4 separate regions of the Mus musculus genome follow, and all the other regions are linked to region 1. Evidence: chromatin contacts called from public promoter capture Hi-C data. All regions are on one chromosome and are shown on one strand. The core of a region is the stretch at or near the end of the contact, and the rest is flanking DNA. Distances in the headings are between cores, read along the strand shown. Region 1 holds the start of Sik3 (SIK family kinase 3). Region 2 holds the start of Trappc4 (trafficking protein particle complex 4). Region 3 holds the start of Cadm1 (cell adhesion molecule 1). Region 4 holds the start of Arcn1 (archain 1).

Evidence for each region. Promoter capture Hi-C pulls out the DNA fragments that hold promoters and counts their contacts.
Region 2: a contact with region 1 is called in a promoter capture Hi-C map of pre-B cells, with 3 times the contacts expected there. The contact joins the promoter of Trappc4 here to the promoter of Sik3 in region 1. A contact is called at or near these places in 3 of 39 promoter capture datasets (liver, neutrophils and pre-B cells) and 1 of 115 datasets of contacts at active chromatin or transcription factors (astrocytes).
Region 3: a contact with region 1 is called in a promoter capture Hi-C map of stem cell-derived epiblast-like cells, with 4 times the contacts expected there. The contact joins the promoter of Cadm1 here to the promoter of Sik3 in region 1. A contact is called at or near these places in 2 of 39 promoter capture datasets (liver and stem cell-derived epiblast-like cells) and 1 of 115 datasets of contacts at active chromatin or transcription factors (astrocytes).
Region 4: a contact with region 1 is called in a promoter capture Hi-C map of pre-B cells, with 3 times the contacts expected there. The contact joins the promoter of Arcn1 here to the promoter of Sik3 in region 1. A contact is called at or near these places in 1 of 39 promoter capture datasets (pre-B cells) and 1 of 115 datasets of contacts at active chromatin or transcription factors (pancreatic cancer cells).

What each region holds. Positions count from the first base shown.
Region 1 is chr9:46,011,197-46,014,205 of GRCm38.p6, reverse strand. It overlaps Sik3 (SIK family kinase 3), which reads right to left and starts at 1,386. Exons shown (of 25, transcript NM_027498.3): 1 at 1,076-1,386. The coding sequence starts at 1,348. It also overlaps a transcript of Pafah1b2 not described here.
Region 2 is chr9:44,406,042-44,409,050 of GRCm38.p6, reverse strand. Trappc4 (trafficking protein particle complex 4) reads left to right here and starts at 1,503. Exons shown (of 5, transcript NM_021789.2): 1 at 1,503-1,924; 2 at 2,073-2,247. The coding sequence starts at 1,750. Rps25 (ribosomal protein S25) reads right to left here and starts at 1,337. Exons shown (of 5, transcript NM_024266.3): 1 at 1,294-1,337; 2 at 968-1,063; 3 at 182-365. The coding sequence starts at 1,296.
Region 3 is chr9:47,528,784-47,531,792 of GRCm38.p6, reverse strand. Cadm1 (cell adhesion molecule 1) reads right to left here and starts at 1,441. Exons shown (of 11, transcript NM_207675.2): 1 at 1,288-1,441. The coding sequence starts at 1,420.
Region 4 is chr9:44,766,219-44,769,227 of GRCm38.p6, reverse strand. Arcn1 (archain 1) reads left to right here and starts at 1,420. Exons shown (of 10, transcript NM_145985.4): 1 at 1,420-1,558. The coding sequence starts at 1,556.

The sequences.
Region 1 (3,009 bases), core at 137-2,636:
AAGGAATGACTACTACGTTAAAAGTATCCATTTAAGTGAGGTATTGAGCAAAGACGAGTTGGGAATTCAAATGGGTTTTGTGGCTTCCATCAAAACTGAATGATTTTCCTTGATACTCTCAATGAAGAAAGATAGGTAAAAGTGCTACCCTCTGAGTCCTTTAAAAAATATACTACATGCGTATACATACATGGTTTCCTAACTGACCTTGGCCAGTTTCACTACTACAGCTCCTCAAATCCCTTGGGAACCAAAGGGCCCAAATGAGTGGAATTCTGTCGTGCCAATCCCACGGTTCCCTTCCCTACTGAAAAGCCCACCCCGAGTTCTAAAAAGCCCACCATTTCAGACCCTCTGACAACTAAAAATAACCAGCAAACCATCTTATCCTAAATTGTTTAACCCTTGGTTAGCTAGTGTCACCAGGAACCCTGAGCCTTGGGACATCTGGTCATGGGTCCATTCCATTTTTTTCCCCCTTATTTCCCTGCTTTCTTCACTGACTCTTCCCATAATCAAGTATACTTCCTCAGGCTTACAACTGACACCATCTCCCCGTCTTAAATAATCAAACGTGGATTCCTTTCTCTGGTATAGGTGCCAGGTCCTTCTCTTCCCGGTGTCTTGCACCCCACCGCACACCCTCAGCCCCATGCCCCAGCCGTCCTGGGAAGCCTGAGGCAGCCAGTTTGCGCGTCTCCCCCATCCTGTGGTCCACATTTCATATGCCCCTGCCCTCGTTCTGATGGTTTCCTAATTGCTGGTTCCGGAGTCTTCCTGGCGTGCAGTCCGCCGGCCCCCAGAGAGTTCCAACGCCTCCTTTCCAGTCACCCCCCCCCCCCGACCCTGCGCACAGCCCTGGGGACCTCTCCGATGTCCAGCTGCTAAGTTCCCGGAGCCCCCCCTTCCGGAACCCCTCCGCTCTGAGGTCCCTGCCTTCTCCCGCCAGCACCGGTCCCCACTGCTGACCCTGACCCGAGCCCCGGGGAATCGCGGACTCCCCTGGCCCCACCGCCCTGCTGCAACGCCCCCCGGGCAGCGCAGCCCGCAGCCGCGCGGTCCCCAGCGCCACTACCTTGGCCTTGGTGACGAGGTGCGTGGCCCGCTTGACCACAGCGAAGTTGCCCTTGCCGATGGTGCGGTCGATCTCGTAGTAGCCGATGCGAGCGGCCATCGACCCGCGGGAGGCCGGGGCTGTGGGACGCGCCGGGACGGCGGCCGGGGGCACTGCGGCGGGGGCTGCCGGGGGCCCCGCGGCGGGCGGAGGCAGCAGGCGGCCGGCCGGCCCGGCTCCCCCTGCTCCGGCCACGGCAACCCCGCCAGCTCCGCTCGCCGCCGCCGCCGCCATCTTGTTGTGCAGTGAAACCTCCGGGGCCGCGGGGAGCCGGCCGGGGGGGAGGGGGCGCGGGGGGGCCGAAAGAGGGGGGTTGCCGACAGACGTCACTCCGGGAGGCGGGGCTCCCGCGCCGCCGGGCGCCCGACGCCATGGCAACCGCGCGTCACGTGCGGACGCGCGTCACTGCCCGAAGCCATGGCAACCGTGACCTCACCGGGCGAGCTCGACCTTCCCGCGTGGGTCCCTGTTCCTGAGGCGCCGGCTCCCTAGTGCCCCCCTCTGGGGAACAGGCATTGAAAACGTCGAGGGTCAGCAGCAACTTCTAAGCTTCCGCCGCGCCTAGCGAGGTAGGGATATGAGATGGGGAGACCCCAGAACCAGACTCCCGATGGCCCCTGGTTCGCTGATGGGATCCCTGCTCCGACCTGTGTCCCAGTTCAGTCATCACCAAACCTCCCTTAAAAGGATTTCCTCGTCACCAAAAATACCAGCCTTGTCCCACTTTAGCCCTGGAGGCCACAGAGGCAGGAATAGCTACAGTATTTAAGCAACTGTAACCAAGTTGGTAGCAAGGCAGGGGAATTGTTCAGCAAAAACTCTTACAAAGCCCAGCTCACTTCGTACAATCAATCTAATAAGTCATCGAACACAGAAGAGTGCGGAAATTAGAGTTTGCATATTCAAGGATGTTGAACCCATCCCAAACATGCGTTCCAGTCTTTGGGTGGGTGAGGGCCAGAAAAGGACCGTCATTTTCCTTCCTGCCACCCCTGACTCGGAACAATTCTCCAGCCAGTTGGTCAGAATCTCTTCACTCGTTTTCTGTTGCTGGGTTAGTACTGGTGAAGTGTGTTGCATTCAGGGCCACGTCATGCTTAAAGATGAGCAATCCGTTAAGCAAAACGAGTAACTAATATAAATTCCATCCCTACTAATGACTCTCCAAGGACATTAAGAGTGATCAAATTAATAACCCCTGCAATAAAACTCATATCCCTCTTTCTTCCCTCCTGTTATCTGACATTCCACATCCTGGGCTGTAACTGAGCCTCTCCCCCTCCTCCTTCCTTATTAAGTAGATTGATTTATCTGCCTCTGGTGGGGATAGGAAATTGGGCTGTAAAGGAGAGATAGCCTTTGGTCCGTTAGAAAAGGAAGGAAGAAGGCTGTGTGCATTCCTCTATATAATTGTATCTCATGTATCCAGTGCTATTCTACCCACACCTGTATCTCCCTCCATGGCACAGGAGTATTGTCACATCTCTGTGCAGTATCAAAAAGTGACATCCAGGTCACTGGGTATGTGAGAAAGGAAATACATGCTTACCCTTTCTGACCACAGGTCTTTCCCCAATGTTCTGATTCCCCCCATGTGACATAAGTAATGGCTGGGTCTAGGATGGGACAGAGGGGTCATCCCACAACTGCCTTGAATCAGTTCCCTGGTGGCTATTTCAAATTGCCAGCACAATTAACACTAATTGGCTCCTTTACAAGCAAATAAAGACAGGGATGAAGTGGACCTTGCTTCTTAGGCTGCTTAAACCTATTCATCAAGTGAGATTACGAAATCTGAGATGAATGATTGGGTGTGGCCCTTACAACTTCATGGCCCTTGCTGGAATCTAGCAAAGCCAATAACTTAGGGGCTGGACCTCAGAATGAGGTTTACC
Region 2 (3,009 bases), core at 254-2,753, 1.6 Mb after region 1:
CGGAGAAGCAATAAATAAATAAATAAAAAGGGCCAGGAATTCAAGGACTGCAAAGGAATGCAGGACACTGAAGTTACTAAAACTTAAGACTCTGGAAGTCAGTCTATCCTTCATAAGTCTTTCCAGTCATACTGCTCCCAACAAGACAATGCACTGGTAAGAACAAGGGCACATCACCTACCTTTACTAAGGAGCTCCTGAAGGGCTGCCCTGGCCAAGGAACCGCGAATCTTCAGTCTCTCAGAGACCACGGCTGGAGTAATAAGCTTATAGTTCGGAACCTCCTTACAGAGCTTGTCGTATGTCGCTTTGTCGAACAGGACAAGATTGTTCAACTTGTCCCGAACTTTGCCTTTGGACCACTTCTGCTCATCAAAACAAATGAGAACCAGTCAGAACCATCCCTTTGCTCCCTAACATCAAGCATCTGAGAAAGCTCTGTCACGATCATCTCAGGGAAATTAGAGACTTCTTGGCTTATTGCATTGGCAACTTTGGAGTCGCTATCAGATACCCTGAAGACCAGACATATGCCTTACAGTTCATAGCAGTAGCAAAACTATTAAGTAGCAACAACAAAAATAATTTCATAAAAAAAAAAATAATTTCATGAGCTGGGCAGTGGTGGCACATGCCTTTAATCCCAGCACTCGGGAGGCCGAGGCAGGCAGATTTCTAAGTTCGAGGCCAGCCTGGTCTACAGAGTGAGTTCAGGACAGTCAGGGCTATTCAGAGAAACCCATCTTGAAAAAACAAATAGTAATTTCACAGCTGGTGGTCAAAAGGGGAACCATCTTAAAAGGGTCGTAACATTAATAAGGTTTAATACCATTACTTTATAAAAGTATTACACCACTGTATTCTTAAAGTGACTATGTGATTTTAGAATTCGGTATCTGGGGAAAAACTTACAGCACAAGTTCACGACAGGTCCCACAGATTCCCATTACAAATAGCTATCGCCTACCTTCTTCTTGGCCTTGCCACCAGATTTATTTACTGGGTCTTTATCCTTTTTGGCCGACTTTCCGGCATCTTTCTTCTTCTTGTCGTCTTTGGGAGGCTAGGGGAAGAAAGCGGGAGTGCAGGCCAGTCACATGGTGGTCCCATGCACCCCGATCGCAGCCCTTCACCCACCCAGGCGCCGCCGCCGGAGCACATGGACACGATGGCGGCAGCCGCCCGGAGAGGCAGGCCCGCGGGTCACGAAGCAGTCCGTGTAGGGTCGCCTCCACCTCCCCCCAGCACCGCCCGATCCTCTGAACCCCACTGCTCAACCCTCGCGGGCCTTACCATGGCGAAGCTCAGAGAGTCGTGTAGACCACAGCAGCCTCGCTAAGATGTCGGAAAAAAAGGAAGCCCGGTGGCCCAACAATCCCAGAAACCTCTGCCTCGAGAGAGTACTTCCGGGGCAATGGGTGGAGCCACGTCTTGGCTAAACTCCGCCTCTTGTGGGATGGGATAGGGGGCGTGACTTCCAACCTGCAAACTCTGAGACTGGTCGTAAAATTGCTGCACTTTGCTGCGGGTCACCCAACAGCCACTAATTCTCTGCTCTGTCACTGAGAAATACAGTAGGCCAGTTCCCAGAAATGTGTTTGTTAAAGCAATGGGGGCCTTGGCTTGCGCGTGCGCTTTAGGAGGGGGGAGGGCCGCAGGAGGGAGAGCAGAGGCGAGGCTATGACACCAGTTCCGGGACTGGAGCGCCTGGAAGGGGCGGGATCGTAGTACCCTATCCGTAGCACAGTGATGGCGATTTTTAGCGTGTACGTGGTGAACAAAGCCGGCGGCCTGATTTACCAGTGGGACAGCTATTCGCCACGGGCTGAGGCTGAGAAGACTTTCAGTTACCCGCTGGACCTGCTGCTGAAACTGCACGACGAACGCGTGCTGGTCGCTTTCGGCCAGCGCGACGGCATCCGGGGTGGGCCGGGCTCGAGGGCGGGGCTGGCGCTGCGGAAGTGGGCTGGTGCGGGGTGGGAGTGGGAGTGAGAGTGAAAGAATGGGAGTGGGAGTAAGCGGGGCGGGGAGTGGCCCGGGCCATCTCTGATCCTTAGCCACTCTTCTTGTAGTGGGCCATGCAGTGTTGGCCATCAATGGCATGGACGTGAATGGCAAGTACACGGCTGACGGGAAAGAAGTGCTGGAGTATCTGGGTAACCCTGCGAATTACCCGGTTTCCATCCGATTCGGCCGGCCCCGCCTTACCTCTAACGAGAAGCTTATGCTGGCCTCGATGTTCCACTCGTAAGTTTCCCTACCCCTTTTAAACATTTCCTCCCCTGACTAGTGCATCTGTCTCTAGGCCGGCTAAAGTGTTTCTTTGTGTACTTAAAGAGGTACAATTACTGTGTACCTCTTTAAGTGGCTGAACTCTTTTTATGAAGAAATGTCAACTATAGCCAGGTTTGAGGTAGTTTGATTTTTGCCCAGTCAGGTCTTGTCCTCTTGACCCTAGTTTCTTCATCATTAACATAAGGTAATTGAATTTTTGAAAAAAAAAAATTTGGGGGGGATAGGGTTTCTCTTCAACTTCTGTATTAGGGTTTTACTGCTGTGAACAGACACCATGACCAAGGCAAGTCTTATAAAAAACATTTAATTGGGGCTGGCTTACAGGTTCAGAGGTTCAGTCCATTATCATCAAGGTGAGAGCATGGCAGTATCCAGGCAGGCATGACGCAGGAGGAGCTGAGAGTTCTATGTCTTAATCCAAAGGCTGCTAGTGGAAGACTAGGTTGTCTTGGAACTCACTCTGTAGACCAGCCTAGCCTCAAACTCAGAGATCCACTTCTCTCTGCCTTCCAAGCGCTGGGTTTAAAGGCGTGTGCCAATCACCACCACCACCACTTAATTAGATAATTAAATTAAGTGGACATTGAAATTCTTTCTGTAGCCGGGCGTGGCGCATGCCTTTGATCCCAGCACTTGGGAGGCAGAGGCAGGCGGATTTCTAAGTTTGAGGCCAGCCTGGTCTATAAGGGTGAGTTCCAGGACAGCCATGGCTAC
Region 3 (3,009 bases), core at 192-2,691, 1.5 Mb before region 1:
CATCCTCCACCACTTGTTGCTCCCAGGTCCTGCAGCTCGGAGCTGCGAGGGGTTTTGCAGGCACAGAGCCCTAGCGCATCCCCTCGCGCAGAAGCCCTCTCGCCACCGCCCGGTGCAGCTCGGTCCCGCCGGTCGCCAGGAGGCAGCGGCAGGCGGTACAGCAGCACGGGGACACCGTGCGGCGGGCAAGAGCGGCGAGGTGGCGGGAAGGCGGTCGCAGCGCGGCCGGCCTCTCCGGTGGGGAAGAGCTCCGGCTCCCTTTTGTTAGCAAATGCAAACACTGCCCTCTTCTTTCGCGACCGCGCCAACGCGCCCCGCACCGGGGCAGCCACACGCGGGGCTCCTGCCAAGCGCTCGGCGTCTTCAGGGAAGGCGCGGCGCTCGCCGAGCCGCCGCCACCCGGGCAGATTCTCAAGACGGCCGGCCACGCGGGGAGCGCCCCGAGGCCCGCAGGGCGCACGCCGGGCCGCAGAGGCCGCGAACGCCCCCGCCACCACCTGCGGGCCGCTTGCCCGAAGGACGCGCAGCCGGGAAATCCCGGATCCCCACTCGCGGCAGAGGCCTCGGTGGCGCGGACAACCTGCGGGCTCCAAGAGCCCTCCTGCAGCGGCGGCGACGAGCGGCCGCCCCCGAGCCGGGAACTTTCCCTGCCTGGATTCCAGCCAAGCCGACCCGCAGCCTAGCGGAGGGGGCCGAGGGGCAGCGTTCGGCTGGAGGGAAACACGAGAGGCGTGCAGAGCTCTCGGGCGGGGGACCTGGCTGCAGAGCGCGGGCAAGCCGGGAAGAGGACACGACGGTGGGGATGTCCTGGGGACCCGCGAAGGAGAAAGCTTCGGGGAATGGAGAATCGATCGGGGGGGCGAGCTGGAACGGAGGGGGCGAAAGCTTAGCCCAGGGACACAGGAGGACCTGCAAGTTCCAGGGACGAGAGCGAGTTTCGGAGGGTCCGGAAGGTTCGGGGCGCCTCCGAGGGCTCCCCTTCCCCCCACGCGCTAGCCCCCGGCCCCGAGCCCACTCCACTCAGCACCCCGCGCTACGCCAGGAAGAAGAGGTGTGGGTGCAGCCATCCCTGAGGGCGCCCATCCGCAGCCGGCGGATAGGAGAGAAGGGGCGCCGACCCCTCGGCCCCTTCCATCGCAGCCCCGACTTTCCTTGCCACGCTCCCGCCGCTTTGGATTTAGGAAGTGGGGGAAGGTTGTCATGGAAACGTCCCCCCTTCCATAGCTACGGCTCCTGGGGGTGCCCGGGGGGGTTTTCGGGACCAATCCGCGGGTGCCCACAACCTACCTGTGGGGATCAGTGCCGCGGCCGAAAGGAGCAACAGCAGGAGCCGGAGCCGGAGCCCTGGAGGCGCCGCCGCCGCCGCCACAGCCGCTGCCGCCGCACACTGGGATCCGCTCGGCAGCACAGCACTCGCCATGTCGGGCACCTGCCTCAGACTGGCGGCGGTGGCTGCCTCCCGAGCCCGAGCGGACAGCTAATGAGATGCTAATGAGATGCGCTGGAGGCGGAGTCAGGAGCGACCAATCGTGGCACCTCGAGCCCAACCCGGCTCTCCGAGAACTAGCCCCCTCCCCCACCCCGCCCCCTGGCGCTAGCGTTCGGCCGCGCGCCCGCGCCACCTAGGGGCGGGGCCGAGGGGCGGGGCCTATGCAAATATGTTTACGTTAAAATTCGGCCTCGCTTCCCCGAAGGAGGAGAACCTGTACTGGCCCGCGTCCGGCTCGGTGGCTGGGGAGGGGGTTGCGGCTTCAGGAGGCGGGTCTCTCGCTTTCGTGCACCTTTACTAGGAACCTTTACGCCACTCGCCGCGGCGGACTCCTGGTCGGAGAGTCTGACCGCGAGATTCCTGGGCCGGGGCACTGCGTGGGCATCGGCCTATCGAAGTCATACGTTACAAAATTTCCTTTCCCTCACCTTGCACGAAGGAATAAGATCTTTGGGAAACCCGGGAGTGGAGAGTGCGAATGCAGGTCCCCGGATTGACAAAACAATCTGAGAGAAGTGCATGCGTGCTTTGCACGTCCGGCGGAGCAGGAGAGCCCGCTCAACAGCCTAGCGGCAGACTAGGGGATAGTTGGAAGACTGAAGCTGTGGAGTCGGGGTTCTGGGATTTTCAAGTGGATGTTTGGCTGTAGATTCTGGGGAAAGGTAAATCAAGGTGGGTGTGCTCAGGCTTCCCAGCTTGTTGGAAGTGTCCTTCCCATGTTTAGTAGATTATAGCATATAAGTAATATGGAATATTTAAGATTACACGCACACAAAAGCAAAAAAAAAAAAAATCTACCGGTCAGGGTCGTGGGGAAGGGAATGTAGGGAACCGAGGCAGTGATAGAGTCAGTCGAGTTCCTCTTCCAGGGCTCGGTTCAATTCCCTTCTCTCCTATGCTTCCAGTCCTTTCTAAGGCATCTAGAGACCAACAGGTCCTCACTTTAGTTGTGTCTCAGAGAGGTTCTCCCGCTGACGGGACTTGCATGCATCTCTGGACACACTTCCTCCCTCCCCGAAATTATCTTTGATTTCTTTTCAACAAGGCAGCCGGCTCTCTTGTTTGTCTGCCTTTTAATTACTTATTTTCTTTCCCTCTAGAAGACCGTGTGTGCTCTGACCCTCTGTTGCTCAAGCATCAAATTGAAGGACGAGCCGTATTAAGTGTAAAGGTTTATAATAATTTAAGTATTCATAGAATGCAGAACAATAAGATGTAGGAAATACAATTTGCATAATAAATATCAATATCACAACAGCTAAAACAAACCATGACAAATTATATGTGGCTAAATGACCAAGAGATTACTGAATGTAAATTGCTGAATCTGAACTATAGTCTAGAAGAGCTGTACCAAGCCCTCTGTCCTCATGTTGCAAATAAATTAAAAATAAATAAATAAATATCAAAAGGAAGTTAAGATCGGCCAACCCATCAAATGAGTTACACATTAAAGCAGCCTCATATTATCCATTATGCATAAACTAATTTTCGAAACTGCCCTGTCTCCACATCCCTGG
Region 4 (3,009 bases), core at 171-2,670, 1.2 Mb after region 1:
TGTAGTGAGTTAACTAACGACTAAGGCCTTGAGTACTGAAAAGAATTTAAGCACAGGTCGCGCTGATTCCTCGTTTGTTTTTACTTCTGTTATACAGCCTCTAAGGCGCGCCTGACCAAGGACACTTGTGAACATACATTTTCTTTTCTTTCTTTTTTGAGGCAGGAGAAAACCAAATCTGCAAGAGCAATATAGGATTTTAACTGCTGAGCTATCTCTCAGGACCCTAAAACAAACAAACAAACAAACAAACAAAAAACCCCAGCCCTTTGAAGTATACAGTTCAGGACTGGAGAGGGGGTTCAGCAGTCAAGAGTATCCGTTGCTGTTTCAAAAAGCCCCAGTTCGATTCCCAGCACCCATATCAGGCAGCGCCTGCATTCGCAGGCACATGTCTGAACACACATAGGATTTAAAAATAAAATAATTACATATTGAAGATAAACCGTACAGTTCAGTGGCTTTCAGGATATCTGCCTCTGGGTAATTCCATGGCACTTACATTCCAAACATAATGCACTAGCCGCTATGTCCTAGTCTTCTGGAACTCCGATAAATCACTTATAAGCTTTCTAATTTCACAGATATCCCTGGTTTAGTCATTGCAAACAAATAGTGGCCTTTGCATCTGTTTCTTTACACCTGTTTTCAAGGCTAATCTATGTTGTATGTGTCAGTATTTTATTAGTGCTTTGCTTCTCAAGACAGGGTTTCTCTGTGTAGCTCTCTCTGGCTATCCCAGACTTGTTTTGTAGACCAGGCTGGCTTCAAATTTACAGAGATCGTCCTGCCCCTGGCTCCCGAGTACTGGGATTAAAGGCGTGTGCCCGGCTGGACAATTTTTGGTCTTCCTCCTCAGTTTCCTAATTTACCTGGAATTGATTACAGGTGAGGGGACACCATGCCGGCTTTATTACGGGAGTTCTAGACGTTATGTATTCAGGATACTAGTTCCTCATGGTCACAGATTATTTTATATATTCCATTGAGTGTTTTTACGAACTTTAAGAAGCAGCACCAAGGGCTGGTGAGATGGCTCAGTGGGTAAGAGCACCCGACTGCTCTTCCGAAGGTCCGGAGTTCAAATCCCAGCAACCACATGGTGGCTCACAACCATCCGTAACGAGATCTGACTCCCTCTTCTGGAGTGTCTGAAGACAGCTACAGTGTACTTACATATAATAATAAATAAATCTTTAAAAAAAAAAAAAAAAAAAAAAAAAAAAGAAGCAGCACCAAATAAACGCAGGCGAAGAGAAAGAAAGGACAGAGGAATGACGCTCCACAATTCTAGCCAAACCTGCAAATCCTGGGCTAACAGGGGTCTGAGTTTCCTGGCTTCGGAGCTTACTGGCCCCGCCCCCCGCCCTTTGACCCGCGCCGTTTCCGGTTGGAGACGTGGCTTGGGGCCGCCATCTTGGCAAGAGGCGAAGCGGCGGAGGCTCCTGTCAGGGGCGGCAGGTCCGGAGCGGCCAGAGCTCCGCGTCTCTGGGCAGCAGCCCGAGTCCCCGCAGAGCCAGAGCGCGGCGCAGCGCGCCCCACCTGCGGCCTCACCATGGTAAGCGCCGAGCCGGGTTCCCTCGCCACGTCCTCGCCGGCTGGGCCGGGACCGCAGGAGCCGCGCCCGGAGCCCTGCTGTCGGCCCAGGCTTGGCACGGCCTCCCGGAGTCCTAGAGCGAAAGCTGCCGCGCCCACCTAGCCTCCGCCGGCAGCGCCGCCACGTCCGCCCGCCCGCCACTCGGGCTGGTGGTTGTCGCGCGGGTCTTCCGTCCTCAGGTCCCGCCGGTTCCCTGCGAGCTCCGGAACCGCAGGGCTGGAGGCTGGGCCTGTCCGCCGCTTTTCGTCCTCTTGTCACCACGCCTCAAAGCTTTTCTTCTCCCTCCTCCACCTCTTAATTGAAAGGGGGAAGTAGAGGCAGTGCGGAAATGGTAACTTCGGGCGCCCGTTTGAGGGACCCCGGTGTCCCCGTAGCTACCCTGTGCTAGGGTAGCGCGTACGTGTCTTTGGCAGCGAGGCTGGTGCAGAGTGTATATAGAACGTAGAGAAACGGAGTGACAGCACAGGGTTTCTGTCTTTAAGGGACCGACCGTTTTGGTGGAGTGACAGGAGTGTGGCTTACTGTAATCACAGCTGTTATGTGGAATAGGAGAGGTGGGCTGTGCTTGGGGACTCTGATGCCAGCGGAGCTTATTTCTCTATGAACTCATCTGTTACCAAGATAGGAGAGGTTATTTGTAGGTGAGGGTAGGAGAAAGCAGAATTAACTCCACCAGATCCTCCTTAATCGACTGAAATCTGAATATTCGGGAATAAGAGGAGATCCTTAGATCTAGTAACTTTTGAAGAATTTTTAAAGGTGCTTTGAAAGCATACCTAAGTAACATGACTGACTCTCTTGGTACTTGTCCTATTAAGTTCTACTAACAACTCTTTTGATAAGAATTTGGTTAGAGGAGAAATTCATGTTTGGTCTTTAAACCACAGAAAGTTTCTTTTCCAGCCTCAGGTGTATAAAATTTACATCAAGTAGGCTTGCCTCCCAAAATTTGGTATTAGACATAAAATTTCCAAAACCTCATATACCGACCCTGAGCCCCAATTCCATGAGTTGATGTTGTTGTTGTTATTGTGTATGTTTTTTCTTTTATATTTTAAGATGTTTTTATTTTATGTATATGAAGTTGTGTGTCTGTGCAATACCTGAAGATGGTATTGGATTCCCTAGAACTATAGTTATGGACACTTATCAGCCTCCCTGTGGTACAGGGATTCTAACCTACGTCCTATGCAAGAACAAGAAGTACTCTTAACTGCTGAGCCATACCTCTAGCCTCCATTTTTTTTAGTTTTAGAGAAAAGGTTTCTCACTATGCTGACCTGGCTGTTCTGAAACTCATTCTATTGACCAGGCTTCCCATCACTAGAATTAAAGGTGTGCACCTACTCTTTTACGTTTTAGGGAGTGTTCATAGTTTATGTTAGAGTGTGTAATTTTAAAACTAACATTAG